Linked DNA regions of Mus musculus: region 2 is linked to region 1. A link is a contact called in public HiChIP or PLAC-seq data. All regions are on one chromosome and are shown on one strand. Each heading gives the region's core, a stretch centred on a gene start, on an enhancer-like site or on the middle of the called end of the contact. The rest is flanking DNA. Distances are from core to core; before and after follow the strand shown.

The links. HiChIP or PLAC-seq counts read pairs in DNA pulled down with a chosen protein or histone mark.
Region 2: an H3K4me3 HiChIP or PLAC-seq map of bone marrow-derived macrophages shows a contact between it and region 1, with 4 times the contacts expected there. The contact joins the enhancer-like site here to the promoter of Il3ra in region 1. A contact is called at or near these places in 4 of 115 datasets of contacts at active chromatin or transcription factors (CD8 T cells, bone marrow-derived macrophages and embryonic hindbrain) and 3 of 9 other capture datasets (adipose tissue, liver and pancreatic islet).

Annotation. Positions count from the first base shown.
Region 1 is chr14:14,344,821-14,347,896 of GRCm38.p6, forward strand. It overlaps Il3ra (interleukin 3 receptor, alpha chain), which reads left to right and starts at 1,675. Exons shown (of 12, transcript NM_008369.1): 1 at 1,675-1,692; 2 at 2,190-2,368. The coding sequence starts at 2,311.
Region 2 is chr14:14,598,645-14,601,720 of GRCm38.p6, forward strand. No RefSeq gene overlaps it. Among named protein-coding and RNA genes, the nearest start is that of Slc4a7, 100 kb to the right of the region's middle. Within about 2 kb of position 1,532, at least 57 of the 459 cell types and tissues checked have an H3K27ac peak or open chromatin away from gene starts, as enhancers often do. A contact at or near this core is called in adipose tissue and bone marrow-derived macrophages, where this site is marked.

The sequences.
Region 1 (3,076 bases), core at 425-2,924:
CATTCCTTCAAAACCAGTACCACCTGAGTGACTCTTACACATTACTAAGTCCAGGTTCAGCACGAGGTACAACCTTGGCTATTTCTGGAACACAACCTCTGTGCTTTCAGAAAACACTTCCCAGAAGATGTCACCTCAACGATGCTGGTCTCTTCTTAATCACTGCTAATTTCTTAGCTCCAGCTAACCAGCATCAATAGTCCCAGTAATGCAAAATTTTTGCTTTAGTAGTTCTGGTATCTTGTTAATCACAGCTGATTCTTCAGCCGCAGCTAACCAGAACCACAGAATCTTCATAATGGTCCTGAAAAGAGTAACAATGGTCCTGAAAAGAGTCTTTAACTTTCCCTCTGAAATTTCACAAGCCAGGCCTCCATCGTCTGCACTGTTCTCATCATTATCTAACATCCCACAGAGCTGTTAACACGGAATGCATCTTCTGGCCTGAAGCTCCAAAGTCTGTCCTGGTCCTCCCACACAACCAGGCTGTCACAGGCATAGTCGTCCCCACAGGGCCAGGCTGTCATGGGGATGAAGACCCCACTGTGCTGGTACCCGTCTGTCTTAGCGTCTGTCTTACCTGCTGAGCCACCGACCGTTCGTCCATCCAGCCTCTCCCTCTCCCCCTCCCCCCAACCCCACCCCACCCCACCCCACCTCACTCCACCCCAGGTTCATTTTTAAGGCAGAGCTGTGAGGATCAGCAAAGGGCTACTTTCAGCGGACGCACGCGTCGTCCTGCAGGGGGCACCAACCCCGGGACTCGGATCAGGAAAGGTCACGTGACGCGGTGGCCAGGATGGCGGCAACAGCAGCTTCACTGCAGCACAGGACAAATTCTGCGCCTCTGCCCCGCCCCCTGCGTCTCCGCTGCGCGCGCGCCCCCGCATTAACAAAAACGGAAACGGAAATAAGGCGGCCTGTGAGGCATCCCCGGCCTATCCTGACCCTGCGGTCACTATGGAGGGGGCGGTGTGCAAAGCTCTGTGCGCGTGGGCCGGGTGGGGCGGCCTCCTAAGCACAGCTGTGACGTCCGCTGTGAGCTCTGCTCTCACAGAGTGTGTGGGGGGGGGGGGGGATGAAGACAGGGCAGGGTCCGCTCACAAGTTAAGTTCCGTGGGTCTCAATGGGATGCCTTCAGGCATGAGGCAGAGCTGAGGCAGGAGGATGGCAGGTAGTGAACAACCGCTACAAAGCAGGGGTATGATGGCAGCTGTCAGTGACTGCGGGTGTGAGTGAGGCAGGGGGATTCCCGTGAGTAACGAAAGAGCTGAGGCAGGGGGATGACTGCGAGTACAGTTGCAACGGATGACAGGAGAGCGACTTCCTGTCTGCGGCAGGACGTCACGCCCGCTCGCCCGTGACTGACGGGAACGACTTCCAGTTTCATTTTTTTTTTTTAATAAACGAACGCGATGACGCGGCCGGCGTGGCCGTGGCCGCCCATCACCCGCAATCGCGGTCATCCTCCCGCCTCAGCTCCGTCCATCCCTCCCGCGTGACTCCCGAGGCCCCGCCCCGCCCCCACTATCTCAGGAAGTTGCTCAATCTCGGGACCATGGGCGCGGTCGGGGCGGGGCGGGGCCTCTGGGGTCACGGGCAGGGTCGCAGTCCTCTGCCCTGTAAGCAGTTCCGACCCCCAGACCCCCGAGGACAGGAACGGACGCCGCCAGCGCCGTGGGCGCCACTCAGGTCCGGTCCGCGGGGTGGGCGGGGGTGGGCGGGGTCAGGGGGCGGGGCCTCGGCGGTCATCCCCCTGCCTCCGTCCTTCCTTCTGCTCACTGCCATCATTCCTGGCCTCAGATCCTCACTCACAGGCATTCCCCAGCCGTCGCTCCCTCCCTCTCTGCTTTTCTGTGTCCATCGTGATTATCCCCCTGCCTCAGAAACTAACTCGTGGTCATCCCCCTGCCTCACACTGTTTACTCGCGGGCGTCTCCCTGACTCCGTCCCTCCTTCCGCTCACTTGCCAGCATCCTCCAGCCTCCGTTTCTGCTTCCGGTCACCGCTGCCATCCCTCTGCCTTGTCATCTGCACTGATGGACATGCTCCTGCCTCATGCTGTTCACTCCTGGGCATACCCATACCCCTGCCTCGCGATGTGACACTGGGGACAGTGAAGCTGAGGCAGGGGGATAACCGCGAGTGAGCAGCTGAGGCAGGGGAATGACCGCAATGGACCATGACAGGAACCAGAAGCATCGTGAAGGGGTCGGGATCAGGAGGTGGAGTCCGCTTGCGCCCCGGCCCCGCCCCTCACGCCCCGGCCCCGCCCCCAGGCCTCCGAGGCTCCAGCCCCGCCCTCCTATCATGGCCGCCAACCTGTGGCTCATCCTGGGGCTCCTGGCATCCCACTCTTCAGATCTGGGTAGGTGTCTTCATGGGGCAGGGCCTATGCTCGGGCCACGCCCCCCACTTCCTGTCGGTCGGGGCCCCACCCCCGGGTGTCTCACAAGACTCAGGCCCAGCCCCCTGGCGAAGGATGGTGTCACCTGTCAGTCACCCAATGCCCCATCCACCCGGTTCCTGTCCTGTTCTGTGACTTCATCCAGGTGTCAATCAGAGCTCTGGTCCCACCCCTTTGCTTCCTCTCCCAAACCTTACTTCCTGTCACGAAGGATGATGTCATTCTCACCCCCAGATGTCAATCAAAACCCAAATCCCGCCCCCTAAGCTCTTCCCTTCTTGTTGGCCTGTCCCAGCTCCGGGTGTCAATCTCAGCTCAAGCCCTGCCCACTAACTTCCTGTCATGGCGAATGAAGTCATCTCTGCACCCCCCCTTGTCAATCAAGGCTCAGGCCACGCCCACTGATGGTGGATGCCATCATCATCCTGGTCGAAGACATCACTAAGAGAGGCCCCGCCCCATCGCTTTCTGTCATAGGGGACCAATGATGTCACCTAGGGACATGTCACTTGCCTCTCATGTCATCTGGGTGTCAATCAAAGCCTAAGTCCCGCCCACTTCCTTTCTTTTCCACCCCCTCACTTCCTGTCACGGAGAATGGTGTCAATCAAAGCCCAGGCACCTCCCACAACTGTGGATGATGTCACCTGTCACTCAAGCCCCACCCCA
Region 2 (3,076 bases), core at 282-2,781, 250 kb after region 1:
AAACCCCACTATACTTCAAGTCCCACATGGAAACTGCACATCCTCGAATGCCCATAAACTTATGGTTGTGTGTCTTATTTATGTGTGTAATGTGTATAACATATGTATGTGTACACATGTGTGCCTGTGGTACACATGTGTGCACATGCATACAGACCAGAAATTAACATCAGGTGTCTTCTTCAGTTGCTCTCCACTTTATTTTTTGAGATAGGCTCTCTTATCATTGAACAGAGAGCTCATAAATTAGGCTAGGCTGACTGGCCAATGTACTCCAAAGATCCACCTGCCTCTGATTCCCTAAGGATAAGACTGTAGGTGCACACTGCCATGTCCAACATTACATGGAGTCTAAGATTCTAGGATCTGAACTCAGGACCTCGTGTTTACATGGCAAGCACTTTGCAGACTGAGCGGTCTCCTTTGTCCCTTATGGTTGCATTTTTACTGTAATTTTTATACTTTAGTTATTTCTGATTCATCTGCTTATTTTTCTCCTAAAATCATTAGCTTCTAAGGGCTGATGTTTGTGTAGTTCATTTTGAGGGCACATACCTATGCCCAGGAAAGGAAGCCAACAAGCATTTGCTGAATTGAATTGAATTTTGGTAAGCTCACTTGAGATCTTGTCATGTCATCAAAAGTTTGTTGGCTGAGGAAGGACGGTAGGAAAATAGAAGGACAGAAGCAAGGATAAGAAAAGCATGAAGGAACACAGGAAGGGAACATGATGGAATGTTTGCTCAAATGTGTTTACGTACCAGAAATTGTTAGGAGATGTGATATGCCCTTTGAAACTATAATAAGATTGTAAGGAATAATTGCCTCCTTGGGAGATAAAGGTCATTATTATTAATGAGAACTAAATTACTACCATTCTCCCCCTGTCCTGTGGTTGTAAAAAGGAAGAGAGAAAGAATGCATACTACCATTTAGGTCACAGATAGAACTTGTTTCACATTTCTTTTTGAGCTGAAGCCCTGCCATTGCTTGAGTTTTCCTGTGCCTTACTTGAGAGGATGAGAGAGAACAAAGCACATCTCTGTCCTTTGGAAGCGCTATGGTTTCTCTGCTGTGTGAATGGTTCTCTTTAGAGCAGGAACTTAGGTCATGTGAAGGCATTTCCTCCAAATGTAAGATCCATCTGCTCAACTCTGCATTTCCCATTATGAGCTGCAGCCCCCTGCAGCTGCTTCTGCTGTTTCCACTGGATGGCCCATGAGGAGCCACTGTGCCCTCTGGCTCTCACAGGCTGGTAAGAGCTTGGTTAGAACAGGCAAAATGGAAGAGAGTTTTGATGTATAGTAGAGAACACTTCAGCTGGCCGTGAGAGAGATTTTCTGACCAGTGAGGGAACCTGACCACCAAGCTCAAGACACAGGGATTTGGTTCCCTAGCCTACATAAATCAAATAGACAACCACATGAAAGTTGCTGCTTCTGTTACTTTCTTTTTACTGGCTACAAGATACCGGATAAGAAGCAATGGAAGAGAGTAAAAGTTCGCTTCAGTTTATAATTTGAGGAAGATGTAATTCACCACAGAGAGGAAGTCACAGTGGCAAGAGCTTGAGACTGCTTGTCGTATTTGCTAGGAAGCCAGGGATGATGAAAACTGACGTTCAGCTCACTTTCATCCTTATGCATCCAGACTCCATCCCATGAAACGGTTGAACCTACAGTAAAGTGGGTCTTCCCACTTCAGTTAACCTAATATAAATAATCACGCATAAGCATGGCCAGAGGCCAACCTAATTTAGATAGCCCTTCACAAGCATGCCCACAGAGTGGTCTCACAGGTGATTTGGCACCTTGTCAAGTTGACAAGAAGCACTAAATGTCAGAGATGCCTATGGAGATATGCCGGAATATGGAGTTGTCAAGGCAGAGAAGACGCAGGGAAGGACCCCTTGAATTTTACCTAGGGGGATTTTAGAATCTAATCAAACAGGTAGATGGAGTTAAGAGAATATATTCTACCCTGGAGCTCAGTCTAGATGATTCAGTGGATGGCTGCATCTCAAATGCTTAAGTCCTTACTGGGCTTCATATCCCCAGTGGGTAGATAGGTTTCAAGAATTTAAGTTACCTATTCAATTTTGAATCTTCTTCGGGAAATCATTTCTAGAGAGTTTAAAAAAGCTAACTGTGGTTGACCAAGGAATTGGACTCGTAAGCAAAGAAAGAAGCCAGGACCTATGTAGAGTCTGTAATTATTACCCTAAGGCAGGCGGATGCCAAGCACGAGGCCAGCCTGGCCTGTATAGCATGTTTGAGGCCACCCAGAGCTACATAACAAGACTGTCTCAACAAAATGAAACTAAGCAAAATAAAAGAACAAAGGGAAAAGAGGGAAGGTAAAACTTCCAACAACAAGAAATATTTGGGAATCTATCTAAATATAATTTAGATATAAACTAAAACTAAAATCAAAACCCCACAGCTATTCAGCCCAGTGTATCAGAGCCCCAGCAGAGATGTAAGCTCCAGTGTATGGAACAAGGTGTAGTTTCCTGACCCATCTGACATTCCTAGGACTATTCCTGTCAATTTCCTAAGACCAGAGCCTGTATGAGGTGGTCATATCAATTACACAGAACTCTGGATGTTTGATGATGGATGTCTTTCATTGGCTCACTCCCTTTATCATTTCTGGTACTGATCCCTATAGGGGTACATATCAGGGGCATGTTAGACAAGTTGCCCAAGAGAGCACACCTGAAGTAGAAGCTGCAGAAACAAGCTCATTAGCTGAGGAGGAACAGAAGATAGCCTCCTTCACAATTTTAACTGAAGCATCATAGTACCACCACCCACTGATTGGCTAGAAGCACTGTCCAATGCCTACCATTGGCAAGATCATAAGAATGTCTAAGCTTCCTCCCATTGTATGAGAAATACAACAAAGGTACTTTACTATGTGAATGAAGTTTCTCTTTCTCTTAACCTAGATTATATGAAGTGGGCCTACTTTTTTATTTATCTAAAAAAAAAACAACAATGTAGAGAGGAATAGGAAAGACTAAAATGGTGAAAAGAGCCAGGTGTGATAGTGCACGCCGATAACCCCAGCACTT